Regions from separate parts of the Rattus norvegicus genome. Here region 2 is linked to region 1. A link is a contact called in public Hi-C data. All regions are on one chromosome and are shown on one strand. Each heading gives the region's core, a stretch centred on a gene start, on an enhancer-like site or on the middle of the called end of the contact. The rest is flanking DNA. Distances are from core to core; before and after follow the strand shown. Region 1 holds the start of Gzf1 (GDNF-inducible zinc finger protein 1). Region 2 has its middle 14 kb from the start of Cst3.

What was found. Hi-C and Micro-C count contacts between places; a contact is called where the count stands out from the background.
Region 2: a contact with region 1 is called in a Hi-C map of frontal cortex, with 2.2 times the contacts expected there. The contact joins the enhancer-like site here to the promoter of Gzf1 in region 1. A contact is called at or near these places in 2 of 12 Hi-C or Micro-C datasets (frontal cortex and psoas muscle).

What each region holds. Positions count from the first base shown.
Region 1 is chr3:156,570,049-156,574,996 of GRCr8, reverse strand. It overlaps Gzf1 (GDNF-inducible zinc finger protein 1), which reads right to left and starts at 2,738. Exons shown (of 6, transcript NM_001107788.1): 1 at 2,492-2,738; 2 at 1-406. The coding sequence starts at 389. Sert1 (Sertoli cell protein 1) reads left to right here and starts at 2,969. Exons shown (of 3, transcript NR_130708.1): 1 at 2,969-3,253; 2 at 3,554-3,617.
Region 2 is chr3:156,777,182-156,782,129 of GRCr8, reverse strand. It overlaps a transcript of Cstdc2 not described here. Among named protein-coding and RNA genes, the nearest start is that of Cst3, 14 kb to the left of the region's middle. Within about 2 kb of position 2,694, at least 51 of the 93 cell types and tissues checked have an H3K27ac peak or open chromatin away from gene starts, as enhancers often do.

The DNA.
Region 1 (4,948 bases), core at 1,489-3,988:
TTCTTCAGCTGCAAGCATGTTTCAGACAGGTCCAAACACTTTAGCTTCTCAGCCACTTCTAGCATCTGCTGCACGCGGTCTTCTTTCACCCGCACTCTGGCAGTATAGACAAACTCCAAAAATGAAGCAAAGTCAACAACTTGAACTTCACTCAAGTAAACATTAGTCCTGGTACCGTCTGCACGCTTCTCGTTCAGGAACACCTCCTTAAAAAACTTGCTGGTGGCTGCCAGCACTGCTTTATGGGCCATGAAGTCTTCACGGACACCCTGATAATCTACGATAACAGTGACATCACACAGGTGGCCCAGAAGGCGGAGCTCATGCATCTCATGCAGAAGGTTCAATGGTGAAGACTTAGATTCCAGCAAAACTGTACCACTTTCCATTTTCCTTCTAAAGACAGCTTTAAAAACAAAAACAAGAATCAATTAGCTCACACATGAAGCATTCCTAAAGGGCTTACAATTATGAGAGTTCTTGAGAACATAAATAGTAACAAAAAGTAAATAACTTTTCTCATTGTAAGTCACAGCTGGGTATGGTGGTATGCATCTATAACCAACCTTGCCGGTACAATCCCAACATTTAGAAGGTAGAGACAGGAAGACAGGAGTTCAAAACCAATCTCAGCAACTTTGAGGCCAGCCTGAACTATGTGAGACCCTATCTCAAAACAACAACCAAAACACAAAGGCACGGTAGGAGAGATTGCTCAGCAATTAAGAAGAGCACATGCTGTTCTTGCAGAAAATCCAAGTTTAATTCCCAGCACCCACACTGGATGACTCGCAACTGCCTCTAACTCCAGTTCTAGAGGATCTGACTTCTCAGATACCTGCACTCACTTGCACATACCCAAAGATATATACATATTATTAAAAACAAAATGAAATCTTTAAAAACACACATATAGAACACGGAGTCTAATTACACTTCACTTTTTAGCAGTTGGTAAAGTTCCAGAAAGGCTTTCATGAGAAATATTCTCATGAAAACAATACTGGCAAGCCTCCTCCAGTGATAAGCACAAATGAAACTCATTAAGGCAGTAATTTGCTTATCAAGGTTGTTTTCTAGTCTACTCAAAGACATATTCCAAAAATATAGGAAAATTTGCATCTCTTTGTTTTGAGCAAGAAATAGTTGTTTGATAATTTCTTTTACCACCGAAAATAGTGAATACTTCCTAGAAAAATAGCTCAAAACCCATTCTCATTTGCAATGTCCTTAAACACCTGGTAAATTGAGACGCTCACCTGAAATAATTCAAGTTCCAGAGCTTTTACAAACTGTATTACCTTGAGCAAGTTAGAAGCTTCTCTAAACATTTACTTCTTCCTCTTGGAAGACCCAGCCATCTTTTTGGAGAACAACATAGCAAACACTTCCAACTTGCCTGACATTTGCAGGTGTATGGTGGGCTTCCTACACACCTGTAAAGGACATCTCACAGTTGACAAGCCAGTGAGATAATTGGTTAACTGGCTAATGGGCATCTTGACCCTGAGCCTCGTGGCCCTGTCTTGGTTCAACTATAGTTTGTCAACACTCCCCTCAATCCCAGCTTCACCAAATGAAAGATGCTCCCCCTGCAGTTGCCATATCCCCCAGGTTCCTGTCCTGGACTCCAAAATGCTACCCCAACTTCCTGTCTTCTGATCTGTGGACTCTGAGAAGAGTCTGTCCCTGAATCTAACTTCCCTTTCCAGGTTCACGTGGGTTTCCAAGTCTCCACCCTCCAGAGCACTCCTGGATCTCCTTCACCAGATCCTAGACACCACCTGGGATTCCATGTGTCTACCAGGACCTGCAATTGCCTCCATTTCATTCAACAGACCGATACCCACAATCTCCAGTCTCAAACACAGAAAAGACTCCTAGGGAGTGCGATTGTAAACTCGGCACCTGTGGAATGTCATGTCAACTAAAGGGGACTCAACAGGAAACACTGCCTACCTACCAACGAAGCTTAAATAAAGGAAATACTGATATGAGAACGACAAGAGGCAGTACTCATGAGCCAATACTCTTCAGAATCCCTGGTCCCTGCTTAAGGACTAAGGCTGCGGACCCCTTTCAGCCTGATGCTCATACGACCAGCCTGATTTCCTGCACCTCGCCCTGGTCCCTCAGGGGAACTCGAAGTCCTTCCAGGAGATCTGGCAGCAACCTCACCATTAACCAAGAAGGCCCTGAGCAGATTACCCCGTTTACCTCCCATGGGGGCAGACACCAGTCATAGGGAGCGGCTATTTGAGGTCTGGTGACAGCTGTGTTCTACTGTAACTCACTGGCATTTGGCCACCTCTGGGTGGGCCTAGCCTCTTCACCAAGGTCGCCGAGAAGTCCCGGGGTCGGGACTCCCAGGCCAGGCCTCCAGGAAACGCTGCTCTCTGCAGCCTGCCCACCCTACAGAGATCCTGGCTCTCAGGCAGGGAATAAAGGCTGGTATCTGTGGCCTCTCTAACTGCACCACCTCTGTTCCCACCTTGGCCACCCGGAGTTCCGGACCACTGATGGTCTTCCAAAACCTCAGGGAGAATGAACTTCTTGAGGCCAAGGTCCAGCCCTTCCCTCCGGCCTCCAGAGCCAAAGGGTCCAGCCTGCCTGGACCCTTTCGGCCAATCTAGCCGCCGTCCCCCGACCCCCGCCCTGTGCCTATATTCCCACAGCCCGCCGCTCCAAGGGACAGAGGCCAGAGGACAGCCTAGAAGACGACCCAGTCGGCAGCACGCTCACCTCTCAGTCAGTGCCTCCGCGGGACCCGTACCCTGGCTCAGGCCCGCAGGAACAGCGGACCGCAGGGTCCGCGGATTGGTCGCCACAAGCGCGCCCCGCCCCCTAGTGGGCCCCGCCCCAAAAGGCTAGGAAGGTGCTGCGCGCGCACCTCCAGCTGCAAAGGCGGTTCCGGCCGTTGAGTTACGTGATCCTACGTGAGTTTGGGCAGGGAGAAGAGCTAGCAGATCCCGGATTTACCACCCGTGGCTATCCAAGGCCGCGCCTGCGCAGAAGACAGCAATGGTTGGGGACAGGTTTATTTAGCGGAGTTTTGGTCTTCAGGTTGCTGGAAGCTGAATTTTCGAGCACTCCCGGGTGCTGCGTTTGGCCAAGTCTTGGCTTAGGGCACGGCCAAGGTGGGACGGGAAGGCTGGCGCTGCTTCGTATTGAATCCTTCCGCTCTAAATCCCACTGTTGATCTTAATTAAAGCCTGTTCATTTGAAAATCCTGCTCTGACACTTCCAGTTCCTGGTAAATGTTGATTATACTTCCACCTACTGCTAAAGCTTTACCAAGTCGCCCTCCTACTGCCACCAGCCAGCTAGACCTCTTCTTGCTGAGAATAGAAGGTCTCTGGTCATTCCCTTGAGCATTTATCAAAATAATGCTTTCTCCTCCCTTTGGTATGTTCGTAATCCTCTAGAAAGCTGGCTTCTGTCTGCATACAGACCCTGTCTTTCTCTAGGCTGTGGAAGCCGGCTATTTCAACTAGAAATACGAGATTGATAACTCCTTTAACTTTGCAAATGTCTTGCTCTTATTTTTAACTAGCTCCTGCTGCAAAGAGGCGATGTTAAGCCAATTACATGAAATACAAGTTCACTTCAATTTCAAGGTGACGCTACTTTAAACTATGTATGACTTCAATATATATTGAGAATATAACTTGAAATGTATTTTAATGTGTGTGTGTGTCTGTGTGTGTGTGTGTCTGTGTCTGTGTGTGTGTGTGTGTAAGCCATAACTGCTTTGCTACACAGAAGAATGAAATCTTGACTTACAACCCAGTTTGGAACATAAGTAAAACCATTTTGTGTGATTTGGAATAATGTAATTCTTACAAGATGTGTTAAGGAGCCAACCATAAGGCAACCTCCATGAGTGGAGCAGGCTTCGTTATACTGATGAACCAACCCTGAGCTGTGAACCGCTTAATCTTTAAGTAATAGCACGGTACTATGGGAAATGTTTATGTGAATAAACATTCAAAAGGTAATTCTATGTGTAAGGAAAATGAGACAGAGAAGCATTTAATTCCAGTTCAACAGGCTGAGACGGCTTTATTGGACCAGCAAGGGGCCCCAACATTTCTATGGGATGAAAGTTGAGTGCATTTAGAGGGGCTGGTGGACAGGTATATATTGTAGTCCCCAAGCGGGGCATCACCTCAGGAATTGCTGTGGCAACCACATCTCCTCTTCAGCCTCCGCCTACTGGTTTCTGGGAGATAGCCAGTCACCTCAGCCAAAGCTGCTTGAGGCCTGGATAGTCTTCCCATCCTGATCCATGGGCCCAGTGCAGAAAAGGGGTGTAAAATAAAAAAAGCCACAAATCCCTGAGCAGGAAAACCCACCAATTGTTGAGCCCCCTAAACTCAGGACTTGAAACCCAGTAATCCTGACCCTGGAAATCTCTGCTCTGATAATCTCCTCCCCTAAGAAATCCTGGTTAAGCTCTGTCTATGGTTCAGCTCACTGCTGTTGCTTCTTCCTGGAGCAGAGGCAGCCTTCTGGAGTCTTCCCTCCCAGTAAAATCTTTGTGAGGTTAGTTATGTGAGGTTTGCTGTGCAGCAAGCTGTGTAACACTTTCCCCTAAAGCAGAGAAGAACAGAACTGTTACACTCTCACTTTTCCCAGCAGAGCTGTAACATTTCTGTGGGGCAAGTCTTTCACCTCAGAGCTGCAACACTTAGATATAAGTCTACACACATCAGTGGGTAGCTACCAGGAAATGTGTGTTCTCCAGCTCACCCTCCTCTCTCCTTCCCTACCCCCACTCCTGTGTGTGTGTGTGTGTGTGTGTGTGTTTTAACTTGAATCTGGGTGGGTCTTTTGGTGCCCAGGTGTATTGTTTCTGCAGGTAGAGCTGAAAATCTGCAAGGAATCAAGCAATTGTTTTATGGCCAGGGACTATTACTCAGTATTGCCCAGCTCAGTTTTCCAGGAT
Region 2 (4,948 bases), core at 1,445-3,944, 210 kb before region 1:
TGGGGATTTAGCTCAGTGGTAGAGCGCTTACCTAGGAAGCGCAAGGCCCTGGGTTCGGTCCCCAGCTCCGAAAAAAAGAACCAAAAAAAAAAAAAAAAGAATAAAAAAAAAGAAGAAGAAGAAAATAGGAGCCAGAGGCTGGGACAGCTGGGGCAACATTTAATAAAAGTCTGTTGTTTTTTTTAAAGAAAGAAGAAAACAAAGGAAAAGTAAAGTGAATTTAGTGTTTATTTCTAATTTATAAAAAGTTTCCTATGAAAGCTCTCTGAGAAACCAGAGAAAAGGCAAAAGATCCTAAATAAGACAAGGAAAATTGCCTTCCTCTCTTTGGTTTCAGCATGCCTGCATCTTTTTTTTCTTTTTTTGGGGGGTGGGGCTGGGGATGGAACCCAGGACCTTGCGGTTCCTAGGCAAACGCTCTACCACTGAGCCAAATCCCCAACCCCTGCATCTTTCAAATACTTGATCACATGGTAAAAAATTCATCACAAGTTTACACATAAATTCAAATCATAAATTAAATAGGAAGTTTATAACGGTGAATGTTTACATTCGTATCCATTAGTAGTAATTATCTGGCTAAACATTCATCAACTGTCACAGCCTCATGGAGAGTTAAAAATGTAACTAAATTATTAATGAAATTTTGTATAGGTAAACCCAGTTAATATTTTATTTTGTCCTAGCACCTATAAAAAAATCATTAGTTCCCTTTTTATGACCTTTGGTTAATAGTTTTACAACCTTTTGGAATGTGCTCTGCATAGTAGAATGTCTATCTCAGAAGTGACACTAAGTGTTCTGACTAAGTGACTGGCAAAATTCTCATTGCAGTTTTGACTATCAGAAAAAATTTAATAGTATTATTAAAAGAGCTTAGTAATTACTATAAGTTTAGGAATTCTTACAAGGTCATCATTAAGGATAAAGAAATCATCTACTTTTCTACAATGTAACACTACAAGACAGAACATCTTTGTAGTTCTGCTTAGATCTTCTCAAAATGTTGGGAGGGGGCTAAAAACTAGTGATTGTTATATATGTAATAATAACAGGAAAAGCATATTAATAGTAGAAATCTTTCTGAAAATGATTTTCTGATGGACCTTGCCTACCAGAGCTCTGTTATAGATCCTTAATCTAAGGTAAAGTCATCTCAGGAAGATCACCTGCTAGTTATTAGCTTGTTGCCTCCTGACAGACTGTGAAGACTCAGGTCTTTAACTTGAAGTGCACTGTAATGAATGAAACATTTGCTGTAGTTATCTCAGGTCATTTAGCCACAGACTGTTCTTCACTGGACTCACTACGAGCTTTTCTTTCCCTACATCTGCTCCCAAACTGAATGTCCAAAGTGAAGCATCTCCAAGAAAACTCTAATACCCACCCATTCTCCTCTCCTAACCCTCAACTTAAATCACCCTATCTGGGACCAAAGAGCTACTCTTTGAATCCAAAAAAGCAGCGAAGTATTATTTTATTTTTGATAAAGTAATGACTCTGTAAGTTAGAAAATGCAGGCAAGATTAAGATAAAAGGAAAATTCTTTACCTGCTCTAAGATGCTGACACAAGCACCAAGAGTCAGGTTGCCTTGTCATTTCTTTACGACCTTTGGGACACCTTATCTAGATCATTGGCCTTAACTCACCACAAATATGCCTGCTAATTTGAGACCAAGTGTGTCCAACTGTAGCATTAAAAACAATGAATGACCAGTCCAGGCACAAACCCACCCAGACATATTATACTTCTATTTTAATAAATCTCATAGTTATCTCTTCACTGAATCCACTGCCTGTGGCATTGGGAAAATAGGTTTCAACCTAAACTTTTGGCCAGAATTCATCTGTTCTGTGATGGCACTTGAGAAAGAACTTAGCTTGGTTAAGAAGAGCCAATGTGAAGATCTTTTCCCCATCTGTAGTTGCTGTTTTGTCCTACTGACAGTGTCCTTTGCCTTACAGAAACTTCAGTTTCATCAGGTTTCATTTGTCAATTGATGATCTTAGAACCTGAGTCATTCCCCCTGTGCCAATGGATTTGAGACTCTCCCCCCTTTCTTTTCTTTTAAATTCAGTTTATCTGGTTTTATGTAGAGGTCCTTGATCCACTGGGACCTGAGCTTTCTACAACCCAGGTCCCCAGAGCTCCCAGAGACTGAGCTATCAACAAAAGAGCATAAAAGAGCTGGTCCATGGCCTCTGGCACATGTGGAGCTGAGGACTGCTTTGTCTGGCCTCATTGAGAGAGGATGTGCCTAATCCTGTAGAGACTTGATGCCCCAGGAAAGGGGAATGTGGGAGGGGATGTGGGGTGTGGGTGATTGTGTGAGGGGGAATAGGAGATGGGGGAGCACCATCTCAGAGGCAAAAGGGAGGAAGGGATAAGAACTATGAGAGATGGAACCAGGAAGGTGGCAACATTTGAAATGTAAATAAATAAAACAAATTTTAAATAAATCAATCAATCAATTAACTAACTAAAAATAAAAGAGAATAGCTGATGTACCTAGAATAGTAAAGAAGGCAGAAAACAGACAGTATCTGTGTCTGGTCCCTCAAAAGGAAGTGTGAGCCCCATCATGGGTTTCCTGTGGACATTTCCAAAACAAGTGCCACTGCTGGACACTTGGGGTCAGTCTCTAAATAACACAAGCCAAAGAAATGGAAATTGGCTGTGTTAATGGAAACTGCTTCAACAGATCCAAAAAGGGCTCTGAATGGAATCATTTCCAGGAGAAGGGAGCCATTGTCTAGGCCTGTAGAGCCATTAAAAAAGAGGAAAAGACCACAATGGCTACATTGGCCAAGTTTAAATAGAATGTTTTAGAACCAGAAGCAGTAAACACTGCCCGAAAACAGAGAGAAAATTCTGAGAACATTGTGTACTGTGGACATACTGTGGTTTGAGGCTGGAATGAATATCCCAAAAACAACTCTGCAAATAAAGCTTTCAGGACAGAGCAGCATTGGGAATGACTGGGAAAGAAAGCTTTTAGGGTCTCAGCTTTGCTTGTGCCTTATTTCAAGTGAAACTAGATTTGTTTCTAATAAAGAAAGAGCTCAGAACACATTCTGACACTGGAGAGGAGACAGGAGGGTGGGCATGTTTTATTAGCCAACAGTTACAAGGTGCTGTGAAAGATTACACAGTGTTTAAATTCGGCATCAACCCATGTCACAGGAGAGGAACAAGGTCTAAGCAAAGGCTAAGAACTTTTCAATAGGCAAACTTTTCAATAAATAACCCCACCCTACACCATCAGTCTCTTTTGCTTTTTCTTCAGATTTAGTCCAGGCATCCCCAGACCAAAAAAAAAAAATAAATAAAAAATAAAAAAAAAAATCTGCCTGATCATTGAAAGCCGCAGAACCAAGCAGCCAGTGACTAAAAATTCTAAAACTGTGGGTCAAATGAGTCTTCCCTCTTTCTAAGGCATGTGTGTGTGTGTTTTTTTTTTCACAGCAGAGAGGTGAGCAACACAGACCCTTCCAAAGAGACCATTCAGGTTTAGTTACCCAGAAGTTGTTTTCTTGAGCTCTAACCTCAACCTGAACTAGACCAAGAATCTGAACTCAAAGCCACATGACAATGTGTGAGTCTATTTCTGAACCTGCGGCACTCACAGCATCCTGGGAAACCAATGGTGCCTGAATCATAAAACTCTCTGACTCCTGCTCATTTCTGCACATCCATCTTGCAGCTAAGATATTTTGGAGCCATGATCATCTCATTGGCCACCAACTTGATGATCATTATCATAACCGGGCTTGATACACTAGAGACAATTTCCCGCTAATCAGCGATAGCACCATTGTGGCAGAAACCTTCCCCTAATGAATTAAGATTTCAAGGAACCAATCACTGAGGAAGTAGGCAGGACTTCAGGGTGGAGAGGGGAAGAGGTAAAGCAGGAGAAAAGATAGGGTTTTCGGGGTGGGAGACGAGCATGGAGGCCAAAATGTAGGTAGTGGAGGTCCCCAGCTCAGGTGGTGGATCCGTTGGGATCTGCTATCGGAGGATTTAAGTTAGAAGGGCTTACAAATAGGGTGCTAGTTCCTACGACAGCAATTGTGTTACCTGTTGACTCTAAACTAAGTTTGTGTGGTGTTTCCCTTCACGCAGTGACTCAACTGGGTTCCGGAGAGAAAGGTACTGCAGCAAAGCGTGGATTTTCAAGAAGCCCACCTCAAAAGGCTGTGGGAATTTGGAAGCATGTGGCACTGACCCACCATGGGAACTTAGCAAGCCAGGTGGAGAGATTTCGGAGCTCCGGGTCAAAGAGTCTGATAGGCTGAGGTAGCTTGCTGGCAGTAGTGTGGGATTGTCATTTTTATATTTCACACTACACACCGCAGAAACGTTTATGGGGCATCTGTCTTGATGGTTCTTCTGTTAGTATCATGCTCACCAAATCACCTCTAGTTTTAAAACAATTCCCTCAGGGGGAATGCCAAGAAATACCACTTTTGTGGCAGTGGAAACTGGTTAACATAACATAAAAGATTAAGAGATAGGAGTGAGGCTTCAACTCCAGTGCATCTAACTCCAATGAGTCCATTGTCTCCCTTGCCTCCTGCTATGGCCTCTACAAATTGCAATATATTGACCAGAAGTGTAACCTAAAAACTCCAGCCTTTACAGACCTGTCCAGTGATAAAATAGTTTTCTTCACAGTCAACACAAATCCCTCTCACCAGTCCCCACGTCCACACTCCTACCGGCTCAGTAAGAGTCATCCCAGTATCTCACTCCACTCTCCAGAGTACATGATTGGCTGTAATTTCAACTGCCCAGGGAGACAAATGCCTTGAAAAAAATAAAGCCAAGGCTCAAAGGGGGCAAATGACTAAAAGTCATGTGCTATAAGGTGGATATAGTCTGTCCCCACTGAGACTCACCTTGAGACTCAGTTTACAAATATTGGATAGTAGTGGCACTTTTAT